Regions from separate parts of the Mus musculus genome. Here region 1 is linked to region 2. The links are chromatin contacts, called in public Micro-C maps. All regions are on one chromosome and are shown on one strand. The core of a region is the stretch at or near the end of the contact, and the rest is flanking DNA. Distances in the headings are between cores, read along the strand shown.

The links. A called contact is a pair of places that touch in the nucleus more often than the background predicts.
Region 1: a Micro-C map of trophoblast stem cells shows a contact between it and region 2, with 1.9 times the contacts expected there. The contact joins the enhancer-like site here to the promoter of Prr15 in region 2. A contact is called at or near these places in 3 of 39 promoter capture datasets (macrophages, second pharyngeal arch cranial neural crest and trophoblast stem cells), 10 of 484 Hi-C or Micro-C datasets (Sertoli cells, embryonic fibroblasts, embryonic stem cells and 3 more), 3 of 115 datasets of contacts at active chromatin or transcription factors (embryonic stem cells, heart atrium and pancreatic cancer cells) and 2 of 9 other capture datasets (adipose tissue and liver).

The regions. Positions count from the first base shown.
Region 1 is chr6:54,361,960-54,368,555 of GRCm38.p6, forward strand. The region is part of intron 3 of 9130019P16Rik (RIKEN cDNA 9130019P16 gene); the gene reads right to left. Among named protein-coding and RNA genes, the nearest start is that of Prr15, 38 kb to the left of the region's middle. Within about 2 kb of position 2,897, at least 35 of the 459 cell types and tissues checked have an H3K27ac peak or open chromatin away from gene starts, as enhancers often do. A contact at or near this core is called in pancreatic cancer cells and trophoblast stem cells, where this site is marked.
Region 2 is chr6:54,325,041-54,332,013 of GRCm38.p6, forward strand. It overlaps Prr15 (proline rich 15), which reads left to right and starts at 1,861. Exons shown (of 2, transcript NM_030024.3): 1 at 1,861-2,270; 2 at 4,079-5,160. The coding sequence starts at 4,219. The coding sequence ends at 4,587. It overlaps 9130019P16Rik (RIKEN cDNA 9130019P16 gene), which reads right to left. Exons shown (of 14, transcript NR_033635.1): 4 at 6,817-6,970. It also overlaps the pseudogene Gm34169.

The sequences.
Region 1 (6,596 bases), core at 1,647-4,146, 38 kb after region 2:
TCACTCAGATGCCTGGTCAGTTCCATCCTGTCCCCTTTGCTGGCTTCCTTTGAGCACCTGGGACTCTGTCACTATGTCCGCAGCTAAGCTCTCAACATGAGTCTCTTCTGTTTCTTTGGATGGACGTGTTTTCAGTTGCAAGCCCTTTGCTGGTCAACAGACTTAAGCTTTTTCCCCAAATTAAAATCAAACAGTGGAAAGAGAAAAATAACACGCATGGCAACAGTTCCGATAGAAGCAGAGCGCTTCCAGTAACAAGCACAAGCTCTTACGAGCAAGGAGCACTCGACTGAATCCCTTAAGCTGGCTCTTCTTGACCGAGTGTGAAATCATAAACAGTTGAACGATGTCGTGAAGTAGTGTAATGGAGCTGTTAAGATATTCCAAAGACAAATAATGCCATTTCTCACCATAACTAAGGTAGATTAGGTGAAATGTTTCTATGATCCCACTTTGAAGAAAGATTATTCTTAGTGTTAACATGCAAAAATACCTTTTATAGAAAGTTGGATCAATCAGTTAGCCATTGTTATATCTGGAATATGAAAGTTAGGGTGCTTTTCTTCTTAACCCCCCTCCTGGGCTCCTTAGTATGCCATTTACACCTTTTTCATAGGGATACCATCAGATTATTTTTCTTGGGATGTCTCTAGTTGATTGTGGATCATTCTTGAAGGCAAACTGGTTCACAGGTTGTCAGATACCACCCCCCCCTTTCCTCATACTGGGTGTGTTTTCTCAGCACCCCACCCCCTTCCCGATCGAGGATTCCGAGAAGTGATTTATTTAGGTCAGATGTAATATTAACTTGGGTTCTGCTCCATGTCCCTTGATGTCTGGGTGGTGTTCGCTGCACCTGCTGGGTTTCCCCCACCTTTTACACACTCCATGTGTGGCTCTAGTGAATTCCGGGCTACCTAACCTTGTCCTGATGCTAGCTGTTCATTTCATAAAGTGTAATACGTAGCGCAACAAAGGAGGGTTTGGTTTTTTTTTGGGGGGGGTTGTTTGTTTGTTTTTGTTTTAGGTTTTTTTTATGGCACAGTTGGTAGACTCTGGCTTTCCAGGTTGGAGGCTGAAGATCCAGGGCACGGCCAGATGTTCCCTGGCTTCATTCCAGGGCACGGCCAGATGTTCCCTGGCTTCATTCCAGGCCTGTGGAGGTTCTGAGTTTCCTAACTCAGCTCTGGGAGCTCGAGCTCCATTCCTTCCACCACCGCTGACAGCAGCAGGTGGAGTTTGGAGGGTGCTTGGGATGTTTTCTGTGTTTTAAGGAGCAATCCAGTAAGGTAGCACCAGGGTCTTGCGGGCACTCAAAGCCAGCAGCTTGTTTCCTTTGGGAGAGGACTGTCCTCTGCTTGCAGATGTCCTAGGCCTTCCTGTGGCTTGAGAGCATGGCAGGACATGAACTCAGAAGTCACTTGTTTGTTAAGAGTCACCCTCACTCTGCTCTTACCGTTCCAACTCCACATGACCCGTAGAGGGAGCCTGTCTGTACAGCCCAAATTGCATTTGTCTTTTGCTAGGCCGGTGGGTCAAAGTGGCTCTCCAGCATGCCTGTCCCTCTGTGACCTTGATGCCCACTGCTTGATATGTAAAGCCAGCATTTTGGCTGGCTGAACTAACGTCTTAAATTGTATTTATGTACAAGGTGAGGCTGAGGCTGCCATTAAGTAAGAGAGAATTGTAATAGTAGTTGGAACAGCCTATAATATAAAAAACATTGTGTGTGTCCTAGTTTGCTTTTGTTTTTGTTTTTTTGCATTCTGTTGCTATTAAATACATTATGACCCAAAGCAACTTGAGGAGACAAGGTTTTATTTGGCTTATACGTCCCAGTCTCAGTCATTGAAGGAAGTCAGGACAGTGGTGACTCAAGTAGGAGCAGAGGCAGGAACCTGGAGGAACACTGGTGACTGGCTTGCTTTTTAAGAACAGGGGTCGGATAAGGTTTAACCTTGCCTCAGACCCATAAAACCAGCAAGCCAACCAAAATAAGCTCTGTATCGTTAGCACCCAGTGTTAACTATACAGCAAAGCCTTTCAGGTCGCCTTACCCACTTGAGAACTCCCTGGTATTTGCTCTTAAGACAAAGGTTTAAAATCACAGAAGAGGGAATGAATTTAGGGGATGAGCAATACAAGGACAGCAATGGCAGGGGGTGTGTCCAGGACCCCTGAAGGTGTCTGTCTGAGAGGAAGTGAAAGGGCTCTGCTAGACGGCAGGGCTCCTGGCCCTCAAACAGGACTTACTCACAATGCTCCTCAAACAACCTCTGACACTTCATCACATCTGTAAGCCAAATCTACAAATGCTCATTCCTCTTCGCTTTAAAAAACAAAGTCCCCAAGGGCTTCTTTTCAATGACACCAAAAGCATGTACAGTAACTTACAGCTGTGATTCCAGCACTTGGACTAAGGCAGGACGATGGCTATGAGTCCAGACGGGCCTGTGATACATTGCGAGTTCCAGGCCAGCCTGGGCTATAGAGTGAGCCTCTGTTTAAAACAAGCATTTTTTAAAAAAGTATAAGTTAAAACCAACTGAATGCACTACTTAAATTGAAATGTTTGCCAAAGAAACAGAAATTTATTTTACCACGCTGCTCTGAGAAGCAGGACACGCCTGTGGCACAGGGGCTGAGTCAGAGGGTGTGGTGAGAACAGAAACAGAAAACTGATAATCTCCCTCCAAAAGCCAAACAAAGCAAATCCTGCTGTGGAAACTCCATTCTTTTTGCTAACAAGGTTATGCTACTTTAAAGCTGGCCCTTGCTGCGAACAGGGGAAAGGTCCGATCAGAGCAAGGTTCGCCTTCATCTCACACTGTGATCGGTGCATCTGTGTCCGCACTGGCCGGCCCTCACCTCCATTCTGTCCACTCAGCTTAGGCCTGGGCTGTATTGAGCCTGCACCACTGTAGGAGCCTAGAACAGGGACTCCCTGCCATGTCATTGTCTGCAGCTGGTGACCTGTCCCATTAATGGTGACTTGTCGGGTCATGCAAGGCAACAATGCTTCTCTGTATCTACAGGCAAAGTCCAGGCTCTTTAGCTACACCCAAGATCTGGGGCCATCCTCCCCTCAGACTGCCTGGGTGCTCTGTCTTTGTCCCAGCCAGGATCAATCATTCTATCGGTTGCTATTCTGGGTGTGGGTCAGATACACAGTATGCATCTCTGTTCTTGCTCAGCCCGAACCGCCAACCCCCTTCCCCGGCCTTCTAATGCTTCCTTCTGGATAAGTCAGGACTTTTGTCTTTCAGGAAGGTGTCCCTGAGTGTCCTAGCACAAAATGCTGGAGCTAGTGCTACTTGCACACATTAGGAACTCATGTGGCAACCTAGCTTGGTATTGGCCCAAATCAATCCTACAAAGTCTCTTTAAATCTAGACCGCAATGGAGGAGGGACAGGGACTTGGGAGGGGTCCTAGGTGACAATATCTTGCTCCCAATTAAAAATGAACTAACATGTGAAAGGTTTCTGTCTCATACATGAAATTTGGGGGAAGAAGTGGTTTTAAAGGCCTACGAGGAGCTATTTCTCTTGGCTTGGCTTCCTTCTCATGCTCAGAGGGTGGCTATAGAAGCTACAGGCTCTGGTCTCCTAACAACCAGGCCTGCAGAAAGCAGAAAGACTTAGTCCCAGACTTCCTAGAGCTCCTTCTTCTCCGTGGCCCTGATTATCCTTGAGATAGACGACCTGCCTTTTGTCAACCTGTAAGCATCATGGCTGTAGGGTGAGAGCTGTTCTATGAACAATGCTTTTGTTTTTTTTTCAAGTAACTCTTGAGAGAGAAGAGAGCATTCACATAATGTTTATTATAACATATTGCTATGATCATTCTATTTTGTTATTGTCGTTAACCTCTTACTGTGCCTAAGTTATAGACTAACCAGTCACAGAGTGGATAAGATGTTGGTTATGGAGGCCTAGTGGGTGGGAGCTCATAAATGGGAGCTCCTTACTTCCCACTGTTTCTTCATCCCAAGTCTCAGGGTACAACCCCTGCCAGGTAAGAAAGGACTTACTGCATGCATGTGTGTGGACCAAACCAGAGTCCTAGCTCAGACATACTCTTGTGTAGAGCCCAGGTCCTTTGCAGAGGGAGTAACAAAGCAAATCTCCCTGCTGGGGACTTTGCGGTGAGCTGGCAGCTCTTTACCATTTTAACTTCTGGTTAGCTCAGCACTTTTTATGTTTCTTAACTAGCTAGGCAAGTTTTATTGTTGTTTGGTTTGGGGGGTGGTTTTTTAATTTGGTTGGGTTTGGGAGTTTGTTTTGTTATTGTTGTTGTTTGGTTTGGTTTGGTTTGGTTTGGTTGGGGTTTTGTTGTTGTTTGGTTTTTGGGTTTGTTGGGTTTCAGGGATTTTGTTGTTGTCGTTGTTTGGTTTGTTTTTTCTTATGTGTATGGATGTTTTACCTGCATGTATGTCTGTGCACCACATGGGTGCCTAGTGCTTACAGAGGTCAAAAGGGGGCACTGGATCCCCGAAACTGGAGTTACAGACAGCTCCGAGCCACCATGTGAGTGCTGAGAATTGAAGCAGGCCCCTCTGGAAGAGCAACCAGCTCCTTCAGTTGGCTTTTCTTTGTGCTGTTAAATTCCTCATCTCTGCTTTACAAATTCAAAAACAGTAGGAAGTTGACCTGTAAACCAACCAAACAACAGCCCCAGAACTATACAAAATGACTGATATAGTCTCTGAAGCTATGATATAGTCTCTGAAGCTGACTTCACAGAGGTTGAGGGAGAGGTGAAGCCGAGCCTATCTCTCACAGTTATGCTACATGTCTGTGCCAGGCACTGGACTAGACCCTTTTATGTTATCTTACTCATACTTTCTGAGCCACGTTCGTAACTGGGCCCCACCTAACAGATGGGAGACCCGAGATTTGGAGAGATTTGCTATGTCCCCAAGGCTACCAAGACACACTGCTGCACTCCAGTGCCATAAGAAACATTAAATTTGCTGTTGACATTCTGCAGTCTGGTGACAGATGAGCATGTGCTGCAGTGACACCGGCCATGCTTAGATGAAGCAGAGAGGCACTCTGACTGTTCACACACTGGCCCAGGACATGGCCTCCAGCCCCCAGCAGACTCCTGCTTCCTTTTCTGAGCTGAGTTAAGGCCGTTTTCCATGTGGCAAGCTTGTAGAAACCCTGCTCTGCTTCCACCTTTGTCTTCTGTTTCCCATGCCATAGATGCTAACTCCCCTCCCCCATGTTTCTCTTTCCCAGCCCCAACCCTAGGGAAAGAACTCTGTGGATAGAAAAGGCAGGAGTGTGCATGGCTTAAATGGGAACCACCTTTCTTCCCTGTGGACCTCAATGTGGATCATAGAGTGGATGGGATGCAGGATGCAGAGGCCCCGAAGCATATCCCAGCTCATCTTTTCTTCCCTCCATAGTTTTGAGAAGCAGCTTCATGGGTATTTGGGGGAGCTTGTCCAATACAGGGTGCTCCCCTCCTTTCACCTCCCAACAGGAAACTACAATTCTGGTTTGCATCCTTCCAGACATAGCCCTGTCTTGAATTACTTCAAGCTTTATAATTTTCTACAATCTGGGAGTGGGGGAGATCTCTGTGGGTGAGAGGTTTCCTTTATAAACCAGCCTCAGAACTCATGGGATAGTGGAAGAGAAGCGACTCCACATAGTTGTCCTGTAACCTCTAATTCAGTTTTGTGACATGTACACACACACACACACACACACACACACACACTACCAACACCACCAGTGGTGATGATGATGGTGGTGGTGGTAGAGAGAAGGAGAGCAGAAGGGAGACAGGGCCATAGGGAGGGAGGGAGAGCGAGAGGGAGAGAGTTCCCATGTTTCATGAGTGGTTTCTCACTCTGAATGATTAGAGTGAAAATCCGCACAGCAGAATACCCTGACCTGCTCAACAGACCTGTCAGTGTCCCAGGAGCAGCCACTCACTTAGCTGAGCTCTGCAATGCAGGGGAAGTGAGGGTATCTTAGATGGGGAAAACAGTTACTGGGCATGCGCTTTGTCCTGGATCTCACAGGTCTTCAGCCTACATAGGCTCCCTCCCTCCCTCCCTCCCTCCCTGTCTCCTTCCTCATTACTGCTCTTTCTTTCTGTATTCCTCGTTGTGCAGGTCTGGATAGAATGTATGCTGTGTCAGTAGAGCAATGGGAATCTCCATCACTTATCTCAAAATCCTGGGCTTAACTTACTACCAGGAACACTCAACAGAAGGCAGTTAGTGCAGCACACTTGGGAGAGCGGTGAGATAAAGTAAATTGCTGATGCCTGGAAGTTTAGTGGATGATGAACTTACTGAACACACACCACCTAGTGGCAAGCTGGAGTAAGACCACCTCAGCACGGGGCCAGACGCTAGTTCTCCCAGAGCAGGTACTGTGCCCTGTGAGGCGCTTTCTCATTGTAGTATTGTATTATTTAATCAGCACGTGTATAAATCTCTCAGAGTGGGAGCTGAAGGATGAGTTACAACTGAGAACTTAGATCATCTGGCTGCAAAGATAGACTCCTTGCACAGCACACATTATGGGAGCCAAGGACAGCGGCAGCTTATCTGATTAGGAAGTTAGAATTCTG
Region 2 (6,973 bases), core at 611-3,110:
CTGTGCTTACATCACCCACCTGCCCTTTGAGCCTTGAGAAGCCCAGCATCCTTCACACCTTGAGGCTCTCTTAGCTGCTGTTTACCCTGCTTTTCATGACTCTATTCATTACACACACACACACACACACACACACACACACACACACACACACACACACACACACTTCACCTTTCTATGGATATATTCACCCCCATCTAGTGGTTCTCTCATTTATAAGGTGCTTCCACTCAACCCAGGAGGCATAACAGAGACATTTGACATTGCTGAATGTATTTGAGGAGCTATCTTATTGAGAGATGAAGGATTTGTTTATTGAGAAAATGCTTGTGGCTTTGTGAAAACCACACTAGATGAAAAGCCATTCAGCAAGCTAGTGTCCTTTTCCTGGTGTCTTCATTCTTTCAACAATGTGCTTGACAAGGGCATGTCCCAGCTCCATAAACGGTGGTGGTGGCGACTCCCCAGACAAGCTTTTCTCATCATATGACATCTGCCTCCGGAAAGCTTCCTTTAAAGCTGGCAACTAGTCTTTATCAAGTACCAGTGTTATGGTTCAGTGTCCCCACTTTAAAACTAACCTCAAGAGTCAGTTTTGGTGGTATGCCAGAGTTTGAATCCAGTCTTAGTTACATAGTGAAATTCCACCAATAAAGAAAGGAAGGAAGGAGGAAGGGGGGCAGAGAAGGAGGGGAAAGGGGGAGGAGAGAGAAAGGGGCAGAGGGAGGAAGGGGGAGGGGAGTTCTCTAATCTCTGGTTAGAAACAAATCATTTCCAAATACACAGTGTATGTTCATCTTTCATTTTTTAATTGAATCCAAACTAAGACACCAACCAAGTCCTTGTATTTTCCTCTTCCCTACTGTATTGAAAGTCTCTATAAAATTCCTGCCTGCTTATCAAATCCTTATTGCAAGAGATCAGAGTTGGTTGGTGATCTGTCTCTCACCAGGCTTGTCCCGCAGAAAGTGCTCAAAGCAGACAAATTGCCTGGACTGCCTACCTTAGAGGCAAAGAAAGGGTCCTACTTGCATGTCTGCAAGCCTAGAGACCCCCAAAATCTCTTTCAAGTCGTAACTTCGCCTTAGTTAGAGAAATGTCTCCTCTAATACCGTTTTTGACAAATAACCACCGAGCTAAAGCACCTTGCACGGTGCTGGGGCCCATTGGTTCACCCTCTCAGTGGCTCTGGGCTGGAGTAATATGCTTGGATGGGTGTCGATGCGCGGTCGCCCAAACGCGAAAGATGCTTTGTAGCATAGGCACTTAGTTATGGTAAGAACCCAAGACTAACAAGCTGATAAGCTGGAATCAAACTTCCAACCCCGTTACTTCGAGATTGCCCTTCAGCATGCAATCCTGGACAACTGTTTAACCTCCGCAAAGCCATGGTTCCTTTGCAGGTCTGTTAGGAGCCATAGTGCCCAGGCCTGGGGCGGTCTGATGAGCAAGTGAGTTAACCCAAGTGAGTTGACCCAAGTGAGTTATAGTACTAGGATAGCGCCCGATGACAGCAACGACATGGTTCTCAACTCTTAGTCTTTTAGGTAAGGGCGCTTGAAACTCCCAAACAATGACAGAGTTTGAATCAGCTCTCCGAGTTAGAAAATTTGAAAGCCTTGGGACTCAAACCTCAGCGCAAGAACGGAACGCGAGCAGGGAGGCGGCGCAGCACAGCTTTTTCTCCAATCAGAGTCCGCAGGGCTGGAACCACGTTTGCAACCTCGTCCAATCTGGTCCCCAGAAGGGCGGGGACGCCTACCTGCACCTGTAGCCTGGCGGCCGCCTCCTGTCCCACCCTGACCCTCCCCTCCTCCTCAGTTCTGGTGTCTTCAGGCCTTTGGCCAACCACCAGCAAGTGGGCAGATGTCTCAGCGCGTTCCTACGGACGCTCAGGAAGGGTAGTGCGCCGGAGTCAGTAGCCCAGGTCCTGTCTAGCTGAGGCCAGAGAGCAGAGTGAACGGGAAGAAAGGACGCGCCCTAGAATGTGAGACTCCCACCGGGAAAGGCTGACCAGACTCACCCTGGGGCGGAGGATCTGACAGTCCCTGCCACCTGAGCGGACCGTGCTGCCAACCCCAGGTTGTTCCGACAGTGTGCGAGTGTCAGGGGTGTTGGGCGAGATCAGCAACAACGATTCCTGCATCTCTCCTAGTCAGCGATAAGGGACACCGCGACTAAGCTTCAGGCACCCGGAGACGCCCCCTCCGTGTTCTAGACAGCCCGCGCGGCGCAGCGCGGCGCCGCAGTGGCCCTGAAAGCCCCTACAGGTGAGTGAACCAGAGTCCCTCTGCGTCTCACAAGGCAGGCCCTGGCGCTACGAAGTCCCTGGAGAATGCTGTCTAGCGCTTTGCAGTGCCCCTCCTCCTGCTGCCAGAGGAGAGGCCCCCCCCAGAACAGTGATCTGCCTACTTTTGCATTATTTGCCATCTTTTCCTTGCGCAATTCTCACAAAGCCTTTCCGTACACACCAAGTTGGTCACTGTGGAAAAGAAAGTGTTGGGTGGCTGCCCACCACCATTAATAAATGCCTTGGGGTGCGGTGTTTTTCCGATCTGCAGAATAGGGAGTAAGACGTTTGTAGACCCCAACGTTGACGGTGCCTAAGGGTGTGGGCGCCTTTCTTAGGGAAAGAACTTTGAGCTGGTTCTGCTTTTACGGTTTTCAAGCCCCAGTCCGAGTGAGTCCTCAGGACATCCCCAGGGAGGAGATGGCGCCTCCCCGTAGGCGCAGAGACTTCCTCTACCAGGCAGTTCCGGGAGAACCTGCAACAACAAACGGCCGCACAAGTTTCCCTCCTGCGCACTGGCGAATCCCAGGAGCGCCGCGGTGCGTGGGCTGCGAAGCGGCGGAGCTGAAACCTAGAAATGGGCGGCGCGCGCGAGCCCTGCCCACTCGTGGTGGCCGTGTCCAGTAGCACGCTCACAGGAAGTGTGCCAAGAGTCTGGCTTGCACTATCAGGAGCGTCTGGGCTCCGTTATTCAATGGTTTTCTGGAGTTCCTGGTTGGGCGCTCTCCTTTGGAGGATGGAAAGGCAACCAGCAAAGAAAAGTACCAGAAGACTTTGTTTACAATAAGTAAAATCCTCAAGAGATAGAGAACTATGAAAGAAGGGTTGGGACCCGCGGCCTTCCAACAGTGTGGAGATTGGCTCTAGGGAGTTAAAGGAAGAGTGGGATGGCGGTTTCCAAGGGAAGTTAAGTCTAGACAGCCTCTGAAAATCACAAGGCAGAAGTGGTTTGAAGCAGTTTGAAGTAAGCACAACCATGAATTTATGCTCCCCGCTTTCTCACTTGGATACACCGCTCATCACCGCTCATCCTAGAAAAAGACTGCAGAAATTTGAGCCATGCTTACTAGCTTGCTCCTTATGGCTTGCTCAGCCTGCTTGCTTGCTTTGCTTTGTTTGTTTGTTTTTCGAGACAGGGTTTCTATGTATAGTCCTGGCTGTCCTGGAACTCAAACCAGGCTGGCCTAGAACTCAGAAATCTGCCTGCCTCTGCCCGCCTCCGGATTGCTGGGATTAAAGGCATGTGCCACCACTGCCTGGATTTCAGCCTGCTTTCTTATAGAACCCAAGACTGCCAACCCAGAAATAGTCTAACCCACAATGGGCTGGGAACTCCCTCTTCAATCACTAATAAAGAAAATACCTGATCTTTATTCATCTGTAGTGGGCAGGACAAGCTAGGTTCCCCACCCCACACCCACACATTCCCCTCCTGGTGTTCCTCTGAAGGGTGGCGGTTCTAAGGGTAGGTGGGCACATGTAGTGGTTGGCAGCGGTTGTAGGGTAGGTAGGTGGGCACCTGTAGTGGTCCTTATACAGTCAGGCTGAGTGGCAGACCAGCCCATACTTCCTCTGGAGCCAGGTTGATCTCCACTGGATAGCTACTGCACTTGCTTGGGAGGTAAGGCAAAGGTTGAGGTCGGGCGGGAGTTCAAGGAACTCAACCTTGTAGATCAGGGTTGTTCTGCAGGTGGCCAGTGGTCACAGAGTTGCCATGAGTTCCAACTCTGAGGAGAGTAGAATGTTACTTTGACCAACCCAAGTTCTGTTTTTTTTTTCTCTGTGCAGGGCTCTCCCTCAACTCCCATCCAGCAAGTCTGCGTGGGAGAAGCCTGGAAGGGCTGGAGTGAAGAGTCAGAGACCACAGAAAAGAGAGGAGCTGTCCTGGCCCAGGCCCTTCCCCACGCAGGGTGCTTGGCCTATGGGCCATGGCGGACAGTGGCGGCTCCAGCCCCTGGTGGAAATCTCTGACCAGGAAGAAAAGCAAGGAAGTTACGGTGGGGGTGCAGCCTCAGGTTCGGCCAGAGACTGGCCAGGAACCCTCACCACCTCACTCAGATCGGACTAGCAGCTTGCCAGAAAATCAGCACTCCAATATCCTTGGGGACCCCGGAGAGTCCCTCAGGTCAGATAAGTTGTGTGAGGAGAAAACAGGCAATAGTCGGCGCAATTTGAAGATCTCACGCTCTGGCAGATTCAAGGAGAAGAGGAAAATGCGTGCCACACTGCTCCCTGAAGGAGACAAGTCCCCTGAGGAGGCTGACTTTCCAGATGACCCTCAGGAGGACAAGCAATAGCCCGAACAAGCTTCCAGGATTGCACAGAAAGAGAAAAACACTATTACCCCTAGACCCAGTACTTGATGCTTCACCCAAGTTCAGAGTATGCAGTTGACTAAGGCCTTCAAGATTTAATATGTTCTAGAAAGTGAAGTGTCAGCTGAGGCCTCAAAATTCCATGACTCAGAGACTGAGTAAGTATTTTTTTTTTTTTTTTTTTTTTTTTTTTTGTGGGAAGGACAGATGTCTACTGCTGAGGAAGTTGGTTTTTTACAAAAGTCATTCGGAGGTGTCACCTGTGGCAATGACAAGGCTGGATGGGTATTTCAGAGGCCATAAGTAGGTGACCCCTCTTCCTGCTTCTCAAATAAGGAACTGAGTGTTCGTACTGAGGACTGTGGAGAGCAAAGGACAGCACTGCTTTTAATGGTTGAGAAATGCACTTTAGGGTACTACTCTAGGTTGATTCCTATGTGACGGGGTGAGAAGATCCTCCCAGGTAGAGGCGTTGAGAAGTTACATTGCCTTAAGCGAGGACTCCAAAGCTGTATGCCTGTTTAGTGTGCACTATTAAAATTGTTATTAAGACTTAGGGTGGCTTTGTATACTTTTTTTTTTCTGTTCTAAGTTTTGAAACTCGTCGTATTTAAAGGCAGGCACGCAAGGTCTTCAATGACAGGGTTAATCATTTACCACACGGCTCCTGTTGGAGAGCTGCTGGGCAAAGAACTTTTCTAGAAACCAGCAACACCCAGCTGGAACCAGTTTGCCAGTTATTCCAATTTGCCAACCAAATTCAATAGAAGGGAGTGGTACCAATTCACGTTACCTTGCATTCTCCTGATCTGTCGGGGCATTTCCACAGAGTAACTCACAAAGCCACTAATGCGCCCTTTCTAGCATCCATTGTGAACCTCATCATAATTCTCCAAAAACATTTTCACGCACGGACTGCGCTCTTTGGGTTCGTGCAAAGCTTCTCTCCCCACCTGTTGCTTCAAAGCCGATGTCATTTAGTCCGGGTCTCCATTTATCTCATTTCAAAGCCTTTGATCTCTCAAGCTGAAGATTCTTAACAACAACAACAACAAATCTACCCATTTGCTTTTCTTATGAGCTTCAGGAAGAAGAGTAAATGAATAGGGCCTGCTTTCAGCAGATGACAAGAGAGTATTGTACCCTAGATTGATGCTGAGACCTTGTCCCAGCACACCTGCTTCATTTACAAGCACATGCAAAGCAAAAGAATCGCCCTCTTGGAGAAGTGAGTCTTTGTCGACCAGAGTCCATAACCTGGTCGGAGAGGCTCTGAGCCTTCCTGTAGGAAGGCCGGGCTCCCTGTTGTCTTTGTTATCAAATTACATCTTTATGCTATAGTCAAACATGTCAGCTATCTACAGAAACCTCACAGATGTTTTTTGGTGAGGGAGGCCAAAATGCATTGACATAACTGACTTGAGGTCAGGTACCACAGAATAATAACAGAGTTAATGGTCTCAGTTTCTACATAGCTAAGATCTTACTCTAAAGGAAATTGCTGGAGATCATTTACCTGACAATTATGAACACCTTACAGTAAAAGAGAAAACTGCATGTTTCCTTTTATTGGTGCATTCTATTCTTTGTAAGAATGAGAAGACTTTTTAAGTGTAATTAAAAGCGGAAAGCGTGTGGCTGGTAGAGCAGGGCTGGAGGTGGTCCTCTGGAATGAGGAAGACAGACTTCCCATGGTTTTAGTGGACTTCCTATGTCTAGATTCAAATGGACGGGAGCTGGGGGATCAGAATGGGTGGAAGCCTGTTGATGGGGGGCGGGGCGAAGTGAGCAGTGTGGGTGTTGAGGAGTAACGTCTAGAGAACCTTTACAAGATATTTCTATTTGTAGGAAATAATAAACCTAGAACAGGCACCAATGCAAAATGTCTTCTACCCACAGGAGGACCGTAAGTCAGGACTGTTTCTCTTGTATAAAATCAGGTCTGCACCTGAATAATTTAAAATCTTATACCTGCCCTTTCATCTACTATTTTATTATTTTAAGAACTATCTCACCATCATCATCATCACCACCACCACCACCACCATCATTATCCAAACCCCTCTAAATCAAAAAAAAAAAAAAAAAAAAAAAAAAACCTTGGCACTTTCCCAGCTTCCGTGTGTGGTGTTGGATCCCATCCAACTCTGTAATTGCGTGGATATCCAATAGCAGGCCCAGGGCTATAAGGTAGGAACGTGACACACTCACCCCACTATTCTGAAAGGACTCCGTGCTTCAGGCAGTTTTGACAGTGAGCGCAATTCACAATCTGCCAGCTGAGGTTTGTAATTACATCGTTTTCGAGTGCTCCTGAATTATGCATCAGGAAGAACACACTGATTTAATCCCAAGTCAGGGAAATCTG